Regions from separate parts of the Mus musculus genome. Here all the other regions are linked to region 3. The links are chromatin contacts, called in public HiChIP or PLAC-seq and promoter capture Hi-C maps. All regions are on one chromosome and are shown on one strand. The core of a region is the stretch at or near the end of the contact, and the rest is flanking DNA. Distances in the headings are between cores, read along the strand shown.

Region 1 (3,216 bases), core at 133-2,632, 950 kb before region 3:
CACCACTCATTATCCCCATCCCCACCCACCTCTCAGAATGATCCCAGCACATTCTCTGGTGACCTGTTCACCCCTTTAGACGGTGCGGTGCTCCCTCAAAGCCTGTCATGTGCACACCCTGCCCTTACTGCCTTTTCTGTATTCTACCAGCTGCTTACTGATGTATAACTACTGCAATGGTGCAGTTACACCCTCTCGTTCTGGAAGCTCTTTGTGAGTTCAGGTCCTTGGGCCTTACTTATAGAGTCTGATTTAGTAAGAACAAAGGTAGGGTCAGGGATATATAGTCTTAGATGCCCCCTATCCCAGTAAACAAAACAAAACAAAACAAAACAAAAAACCAACCCATGACCAAGGCCTCTCAGCCCAGTGCTTTGTCTGTGGATTAAGAGCTACAACTAGAGTTGCCTAACATCTTCTGACCACTTGATAGTTCCTGAGCTGTATCGAGCCCTGTCTATGCAGGCACACCACTAACTCTAGGTTTAAACCACTGACGACTCCATTTTACGCTGTGAACACAGGGGTACAGGGAGCCATCAGTCTGTCCAAGGACACTGTGCCTCCCATCCAAAGCCTGTTCTCAATGCTACGTTTTCCTTTGTCGTCTGCCTGCATGGTCCTGCTGGCCAGATGGCTTTTGTTCTCCAAGTGGCCAACCCCCTCCATTTTTCTGTGGCTTCTGAACACATTGCATAGCTATCAGCTTAAATCCCCTCCAATTGGTTAATCATAGTTTTATAGACCAGCACAGACAGCCTGAGTCCTCTCTCTGTGGTGTTGCAAAGCTAAACTCAGGCGTCAGCTGGGACTTGGTTTTTCGCAAAGCAAGCTTTGGCTTCTCTCCCAGCGCCCTGGCCACTGTCAGAACTCACTTTCTCACAGTTTGGCTCTCAGCTCTCTCCCGGCTAGCCAAATTCCTAATGAACAACCAATCAGAGAAAACTCCACAAGAGTCCTTTTGAGTCTCCAATCTCTTCTGCCAGGAACATTCCAGTCCCTTTAAAGTGTTCAGCTGATTGGGCGAGGCCTGCCTTGGACAAGCTTTAGATTTTTAAGATTGGCAGACCCGGGGATCTTAACCACACCCACAGATTCTCTTCCCAGCAGCCCTCAAGTTCATTGTTTGAACAACGGAGTGGAAGGATGTGTACATTGTGGGCTGTCAATCCACTTTTATTCTGTCACGCTACTTGACCTCCAGGACCCAGCTCAAGTGGTGACTGCTCTCCTCCATCCACAAATCACACACACACACTCCATTTTTCCAGTGGACTATGGTGTTTTTTAAATAAAACACTCCCCCAAACCCGGGTCCATTTTCTGCACCAACCTAGGCTGTTTCTAGAGAGCAGGAGCCTAGACTGGGACATCTGTGTTCCCAGTACCTAGGAGAGCGTCTAGCTTAACACATTCGCTGCTAGAACGATGTGCCAGTTGAGCAAGCTCTCCAGATAAGAGCGTTTCTTTCGGAATCACGTAGGACAATGCTTGCGGGGAAGTGCTAGAAACCTTCAGCGAGGCTGTCTTTGATTCCCCAGGTCTTTGAAGGCAAAGATGAGCTCCAGTTTACTTAAAGCTCCTCTGAGCAGAAGCCTCGGCAACGGTGAGGCGGGTGGACCACTAGGTGTCACTCAAGATTCAATAAAGAGACGCAGGTCCTTAGAAAGCCATTTCTACCTTCCCTGGGGGAGGAAAGTGCTTAGGTGGTCCCCAGCCATTGTTTCTGTTGGTTCACGATCCCTCATTAGCCGCTGTTCTCTCTCTGCGGACGGACGCATTCTGGGTCTAAAATAGGACACCAGGCAGGCACCACGAGAGTTGGAACCTCCCGACTGTCGAATACAGCCTCGCAGTTTTATAGACAGGCAACTGACGTGTGTGTGTGTGTGTGTGTGTGTGTGTGTGTGTGTGTGTGTGTGTGTGGCTTTAGGGTGTGTCTGAGTTCCCTCCTACTCAAAAGTGTCTGAGATCTTTCTCAGGACCAAGACCCCTAGCTCCGGAGCTCTAGAGCCCAAGATGAGGAAGGTAATAGGGAACAAAAAAAGTAATAATCGGCCGTCTTTTTCTTAGAAACGAAGGCCTCAGGAGTGGGGGGACACTGTCTCCTTGGGATCAAGGACTGCAATTAGCCACCGGGCTGAAGGGAAGGGGCTAAGAGAGGGCTTGTGAGGAACAGCTCCTTGGCTTGATCTCTGGTTGAGGTTTTTTTTGTTTTTTGTTTTAAATGGCCCTCTAGAAGTGAAATCTAGGCATAGGGCTCACCAACTGCCAGGTTGTATTTTTCTTCACCCTCGGCAGAGGGCGCCCTTCCCCCGTCTCAGCTCCCTGCTGGGCCAAGGCCTGAGGCCAGCCCGAATCTTTACCCAGCCGTCTTGTGAAGCACCAGGGGCCAGCTGGCTCATTACACTGAGATAATTCCGGACACACTTATGTTTGACCTTGGACGCGGTCTTGAGATGTTCTACCCCTTTGGCCCCTGTGGTTCTAGGGCACATTGCTATCTTAAGTGAATATTGATTTGCCTTTCTTGGTGCTCCTGGGAAATGAGAGGTTACCCCACTGAGAAACCAGTTAAAGAAAGCTTGTTCGGAATGGAGAGTCCTGCCGGGCTTCATACACACACACACACACACACACACACACACACACACAGAGAGAGAGAGAGAGAGAGAGAGAGAGAGAGAGAGAGAGAGAGAGAGAGAGAGAGAGAGAGAAAATCTAATCTATCAATGCAATACATTCTTTTAAAATCTGGGAGCCTCCGGCCCCTCCCCCATTTGATTTGCTCGTTCTTCTTTGCATGAAAAAAAGTCATTCATTCATTCATTTAGTTTTACAACATGTGTTTTTATTAGGCACATTCTGGATGCCAGGGACCTGGCTTGGGAAAGCGGGCTGGCTTGCTGGTTTGGGTGAAGTAACTTGTGGGAAAGGAGATAACTGAAGAGATATTTGTAGGGATAAGAGTGAGCTATGCCTGAGATGACAGCCAGAGAGGAGAGGCAGAATGGGGTGGGGGTGGGGATGACAACAAGCCTTACCTGAACCTCAGCCAGGACTCTTTTCTGCCTCCCCTCCCTCTTGGGTTGCAAACTTAACAAAGGAAGTTGCGAGTTTTTGCTCTCCGCATAGCCCTTCTCTAGGTGAAGCCAGAGGCAGAGTGTGGCTAGACTCTGTTTCCAGCTTTGCACCACACTCCTGGGCTGAGCACCA
Region 2 (3,053 bases), core at 429-2,928, 930 kb before region 3:
GGCACTATGCTTCAGCCTGTTCCTTCATCTTGTGAGAGGCTCCAAGGGATCCAATTCCTTGGGGACCATTGTTTCCATAGTGTGATAACCAAAGAAAGGTGAGGCTGTCTTCTTTTTAGAAGATCTTTGTTTGTGCCAGGCTGGCTAAAGGCAATTCCACAAAAGCCCAGCTTTCTTTTAGAAGAATTTGCCTCTTAGAGGTCCCACCATCTCCTAGTGATAGCACTGCCTGGGGACTAAGCCTTTAGCATGCCAGTCTTTGGGAGACATGTATCCAAACATAGTAGAACACATCTTTAGGAGGCCTATGGTGTTCAGCTTTGAGAACCAACCTCTGTGTTAGACAGATCTGGCTGTCAAAGCCTTTGAGCATGAAACAACATAAATCTGATACGGAAAGACGAACTATAAAGACACAGGCTAAGAAAAGGGAACCTGGGTTAGTTAGCATCTTTACTGATGCCATTTCCAAACTGTACAACTGTGGTGAAGTCAACTGAGCTCCCTGCTCTCATGTTCTTTTTAGATAATCAGACATTGCAAAGGTTGTACAATGACTAACAAAAAACCATGAATGAAAAACCTTAGCTAAGCCAGGTGTGGTAGCATACGCCTTTGGTCCCAGCATGAGGAATACAGAGACAGGCAAGTGGATCTCTGTGAGTTCAAGGCTAGCCTGGTCTGTGGATTGAGTTCCAGGACTGTTAAACAAATAAACTCCATTTGGAAGAGAGAAAAAAAGAAGAATATATAGAGAGAGAACAGAAAAAAAACAGAGAGAGGGAGAGAGAGACAGGGAGGGAGGGAGAGAGAGACAGGGAGGGAGGGAGGGAGGGAGGGAGGGAGGGAGAGAGAGAGAGAGAGAGAGAGAGAGAGAGAGAGAGAGAGAGAATGAATCCAAGCCCCCAGGCTACATGCTGACAGGTCCCAGACAGAGGGCACTGTAGCCTTCTTTGCAACCCACCCCACCCCTGGAGAATGGAGCTGGCTAAGTCTCTGCTAAGAATAGAATTCCCTTGGCTCTTGTTTTTCAGCTCAGAGAATATCAGATTTGCTTGCTTCTTGGCTGTGTCTGTCTTTTGCTTCCTTTAAGGTGTCTTTTTAGGTTTTTTAAAATTAAAAAAAAAAAAAAAGAAAGAAAAAAGAAAAAACAAACTTAACATTTCTACTACTCCCAATGTCTTCTCAGAGAGCGTAGCGTTTGATCGTGCCGAGTCCAGGAGGTAGATGCGGCGGATACTTCTGATCTTCTGGGCTGCTTTTGGAACGCCAGAGTGTTACTAGGCTTTCTCGGTTGATGCCAAGCAATCTAGCTGTAAGTTGAAGAAAAAAATAACGAAGAAGCCCTTGGAAGGAAACGGTGTTTAGTACGTGGTTGGAGGTGGGGAGTGAGAAGTTTCCTCTGGGCTGAGGCTGACAAGAGGAAACCAAAAAGAAAAAACATGGATGTAACAGAAGAAGAAAATGTTTTTAATGGAAAGGCTTCCCAGAGATGGAAAGAGACCGAAGGTCTTGGCCTCCGTCATTTCTATTGTCCATCTGAGGGTGTGCATGGTGCCCTGTGCCTCTCTCTTCCTCCGCCGATTCTTCTAATTCTTGAGGGCATTAGGAGATGGGGCTGATTCATCACTTGGACTGAAGCAGGAGGGCTTGGCCCAGGCAGCTCTGCCTCAGACTGAAGGCCAGATTAATACCGTTAGTGGAAAGTGTTCCAACTGAATGGGGGAGCAGGGCTCTGGCAAGGTCACTTTCCATCAGGGCCTGCCAAAGCTGATGTCACCAGGAACTTGCAACCTGCATCTGATTTCTCCCTTTCTTTTGTACTTTTTGTTTTGATTTGTTCTTTTGAGACAGGGTTTCTCTGTAGCCCTGGCCATCCTGGAACTCACTCTGTAGACCAGACTGGCCTTAAACTCAAAGATCTGCCTGCCTCTGCCTCCGAAGTGCGGGGCATTTTATACTTTTTTTTTTTTTAAAGGCACAGAATGATGTCCCCAAAGCTCACCTCTCATCGTTCATTCAAGAGGAAGCTTATTTTTAATTTTTCCACCAATTCTACTGTACTACCCAACTTAGTTTTTAAAGACTGCATGTCCCAACTTATGCTAACGAGACAGCAGGCACCCACTGTGGTTCTACGGTGGGTTAGGAAATGAGGTTGGATAAGCAAGGGCAGCCAGGTGTGGTGCCAGGCCTGCCATCAAACTGAACAAGAGGCGTGAGAGTCACGTGCATAGATCAGTGCAAGGAAGATGATTCTTCGGAGCTTTTGGAGAAGTGGGAGGCAAGTGAGGTCTTGAGTGGTCTGGGAAGACTGCCTGGAGGGGGTGATCTGTGAGGAAGATGGGTAAGCAGAGGGAGGCATAGGAAGGGCATTCCAGAATGGACACTAAAACAGTAAACAGAACAAGTAGTGATGTAAACGGGCTGTCTGTCAGGGTGTCCTGCCCCCGGGTGTAGAGGTAGCCTTGATATAAACACTGTAGTCCAAGCCTTTCTCAAAGTTTATCTCCTGGGTAAAAGGGTGATTGATGCTTTCCTGAGATCACCTCAGACACTTTGCCTGCAGCATCTCTGTTCCAGCTAAGTTCCATGGGCCAATCCCTAAGAGCCAATGGGACACCCACTGAAAGGGTGACACCCCACTATAAGGGTGACCTTAGAGGCCAACTGGACAACCACTGTAAGGGTGGCCCTAGGGGCCAATGGGACACCCACTGTAAGGGTGATCCTAGAGGCCAATGGGACACCTGCTGTAAGGGTGACCCTAGGGGCTAATGGGATATTTACTGTAAGGGTGATCCTAGAGGCCAATGGGACACCTGCTATAAGGGTGACCCTGGGGGCTAATGGGATACTTACTGTAAGGGTGACCCTAGTAGACAATGGGACACCTGCTGTAAGGGTGATCCCTAGGGGCCACTGGGACACATGTTGTAAGGGTGACTCTGGTAGAAAATGGGACACCCACTGTAAGGGTAACCCTAGGGGCCAATGGATACCCACTGTAAGAGTGACCATAATAGACAATGGGACACCGCTGTAAAGGTAAC
Region 3 (3,195 bases), core at 505-3,004:
TTGATAAGAGGATCCGCTTCAGGTGTGAGCTGGGCTCAGCAGTGGATCTGGTGACATGTATTTTTGCCTGGCTGGTGTTCTAGGTGTAGAGGGTGGCAGCATAACTCCCTTGACGGTGCTGCTAGGACCAGAGGCCAACACTTGTCCTGCACCTTAGTTTCATTTACTTTCTCTGAAACAAAAATGGTGGTGTTGGGGGAGAGATCTGGTCAGTAAGTTTTTAAATTCTGGGATTTGGGACTCCTTCAGGCCAGAATGTGGGATACTGGTCCAGGTGTCCTGGTTTATTAGAGACCACACGTTGCCCTTTGTGCATAAGAGGAAGGCTGAAGTAGCCTTCAGCAGGCCAGCCCACCTGAAGTGAAGACCAATCAAGGGTACACAAAGTAGTTAATTTTCCCGTTGAGATCTGTTCTCCAGACTCGTGAGCTTTCCTCTGGAGACTCTTAAAATGAGAGTTCATCAGATTCAAGGGGTTTTCTGGGTAGAAGAATTTTGACCCATGATTTTAAATTTCTCAAGAACAATGAACAGCACAAGCAATCTACACAATACAAAAATAGGACAAAGTTCTCAAATCTGGTAGCCCCCCCACCCCCACAATCCTGACCTAACAGCGTCCTGGAGGCCCCACCGACTCAGAAACTGACACTGCATTTAGCTTTTCCACAAGTCCCTAGGATTATTAGCTACAGATAGAGAAACCTTACCTGAGGTATTCAATGCTTTCCCCCACCCCACAATCTAGGCATCCCCAGTTCCCAGCCTTTCTGATTGCTCTCTCAGCTCCCAGGTCACTAGGTACTGTCAGTATCCCAAGTTTCACCTTGTGCAGTTTAGTCATCTAGAACCTGGCAGAGGCCTCCCAAGCACTGGAATTGCCTGGGAGAGAAACACTTATAACAGAGCAACCCCGAATGCACATTACAGAGAGTTTCTAGAGACAAAGAACACAGAAAACTCACATCCTAGCTGGCAGTTGAAGGAGGAAGCAAGCAAGTGGTTAAACAGAAGCCAAGGACACGAAGTTAGCTGGGGTATTTCTACCCCTTGCTTTTAGAACATAGTTAGGTGCTTTCCCACGGAAGGGCTAGTAAAAGTGTGTGTGTTTCAGCTTAAAACAAGGATGGCTCCAGCTGAAATAAGATGAAGAAACCTTTGCCCTGTCACAAAAGGATAAACCCAAACTTCTCTAGTTAATCCCAAACCCAGCCTCCTCCCATGTTTTATTGTTGCTCTGATTGCAATCAGAAGCAGGAAGGAAGCGGGTAACCTGGGTATGGAAAAGCAGGGGGAAGCCCAACACAGTTAAGTAAGCCTTGGTTTCTCGGGTCCACAATGGCTTGGAGTTTAGAGGTCGAATCAGCCTTTCCAGCCAAGAGGAGGATCCGGCTCGGGGTTGCTGCACTAAGAGCGCTAGCAAACTTCCATCCTAGGCTGGGGCTCAGCTGAAGTTAGCTCTAAAACCTGTTCTTCCATCCCCGTGTGGGGGACACCTCCAGGCGGGACCCGTGAGGTCCCCACGCATCTTCTCCATCAGAACACCAGGCAACCCTCAACATTCCCGAGCAGGGTCCGGCACCCAAGGTCCAAGCTCTCGGCGGAAGAAGCCAAGGCACCAGCTTCCTGTGGCCTGTCTCTCACACTAGCCCCGCTTCCGATTGGTCGAAGCCTCGGGCCGGCCCTCCCTCCGGCCCCGCCCTCCCCGCGGATGGACAGGCCGAGGAGGCGGGGCTGCAGCGGCTCCGCCCCTCGGCCCCGGGCGGGCGGGCCCGCCCAGCTGTCAGTTACGGGGGCGGCCCGGCAGGCGGGCGCTCGCTGGCTCCCTCCTCGCTGGCTCGTGCTCGTGAGCCTCTCGCCGCCTGTGGGGAAGTCGGGGCCGCCAAAGCCGCGTCCACCGCCGCCTCTTCCCCGCCCTCCTCCCTCCCGGCTCGGCTGCCGGCCCCTCGCGCCCTCCAGTCGTGAGTAACCCGCATAAGGGCGCGGAGAGTCCCCGCGGCGGCGGCGGCGGTGACGGCGGCGGCGGCGGCCGGCCAAACCATGTTTCGAAGGATCTTGCAGAGGGTAAGAGTGAAACCGTCCTTCCGGCAGCACGTGAGCGCGAGCGTCCGAGCCCGGCCGCGGGGCAGCCCGGGCTGGAGGGCGGGGGCGCTCAGAGCTCCGCTAGGCCCGGTGACAGCGTGCGCCGAGGCCTGCTGGTCCTGCCGGAGCCGGGCTGCGGGTGGGGCGGGGCGCAGGCCGGAGCCCGGAGGGCCTCCAGCCTCGGCTCCCGCGCTCGGGGCTGTCACCACGGGCTGGAGGGTGTGGTGCCCGCGCGCGCCCCTCCCCGCTCCCCGCTCCCGGCTCCGCGCCCGTGGGTGCTCGGCTGCGGGCGGCTGCGGGGCCCTTCCCTGCCCCAGCGTGCCACCACCTTCCCACGACACGCACCTGCCTGTCTGCCTCCTTACTCATCTATCTGCACGGTACAGGAGGGTCATGGGAGACCCGGCCTAGTCCTGGGACTTGAAGACGCTGAACTGCCAAAGTCGGTGGAGAAGGAAGATATTACTCACTGTTGGAAAGTTTCTTTTAAGAATTACAAGTGCATTTTCCTCTCCAAGACCCAGAACCTCATTTTAGTTATCCAGGACTAAATGGCTCAAACGGCAGATACACTCCAGTTTAGTTTCCACCAGGGCTATCTCAATGTAAAATCTGGGAAATCTTGAGGGTAAAAAGGTAAGAGCGTTGGAAAGCCGTAGATGTTTTGTTTAGGTACCAGTTCCTAGAATAACATAATTAAAATCGCTTCTAATAAGAGTTGCCTACTCAAGTGTTTTGGATAGCTTCCATTCGCTCCCTTCTGCAGCTGGTTAATGTAAAGAGATGTTACCTAGAGAGTAGGAGAATTAGTTCAAAGGACAAGAACTTACTGAATGTGTAGCATTTAGTTAAGAAATGTGCCAAGGAGGGTTGAGTCAGCCAGTACACAGGAAGGGAAGATTCTGTTTAGACAGCTTCTGTGAAACATTGAAGTCATCTGGTCATACATCAGAGGAAACATAGTTAACGTCTGCTCTGGCCCTCTGTGGGGACATTGGATTTTTTTTTTTTTCCTTTTGCAATCGTTTTTGGTAGTTTTTTTGAAACTTTGATAGAGCTGAACCTTGGTAGCAAGCAAGGGCATACCCTTTACTCTCCCCATCAGCTGCTTTG

What was found. Promoter capture Hi-C pulls out the DNA fragments that hold promoters and counts their contacts. HiChIP or PLAC-seq counts read pairs in DNA pulled down with a chosen protein or histone mark.
Region 1: a contact with region 3 is called in a promoter capture Hi-C map of hippocampal neurons, with 2.1 times the contacts expected there. The contact joins the enhancer-like site here to the promoter of Eea1 in region 3. A contact is called at or near these places in 6 of 39 promoter capture datasets (HPC-7-derived erythroid cells, embryonic stem cells, hippocampal neurons and 2 more), 5 of 115 datasets of contacts at active chromatin or transcription factors (astrocytes, embryonic limb bud, large pre-B cells and 2 more) and 1 of 9 other capture datasets (embryonic stem cells).
Region 2: an H3K27ac HiChIP or PLAC-seq map of large pre-B cells shows a contact between it and region 3, with 3 times the contacts expected there. The contact joins the enhancer-like site here to the promoter of Eea1 in region 3. A contact is called at or near these places in 2 of 39 promoter capture datasets (both in embryonic stem cells) and 4 of 115 datasets of contacts at active chromatin or transcription factors (embryonic limb bud, embryonic stem cells, large pre-B cells and 1 more).

What each region holds. Positions count from the first base shown.
Region 1 is chr10:94,990,024-94,993,239 of GRCm38.p6, forward strand. No RefSeq gene overlaps it. Among named protein-coding and RNA genes, the nearest start is that of Gm40744, 30 kb to the left of the region's middle. Within about 2 kb of position 1,383, at least 149 of the 459 cell types and tissues checked have an H3K27ac peak or open chromatin away from gene starts, as enhancers often do. A contact at or near this core is called in astrocytes, hippocampal neurons, liver and 1 more, where this site is marked.
Region 2 is chr10:95,012,428-95,015,480 of GRCm38.p6, forward strand. No RefSeq gene overlaps it. Among named protein-coding and RNA genes, the nearest start is that of Gm40744, 52 kb to the left of the region's middle. Within about 2 kb of position 1,679, at least 53 of the 459 cell types and tissues checked have an H3K27ac peak or open chromatin away from gene starts, as enhancers often do.
Region 3 is chr10:95,938,909-95,942,103 of GRCm38.p6, forward strand. It overlaps Eea1 (early endosome antigen 1), which reads left to right and starts at 1,755. Exons shown (of 29, transcript NM_001001932.3): 1 at 1,755-2,064. The coding sequence starts at 2,041.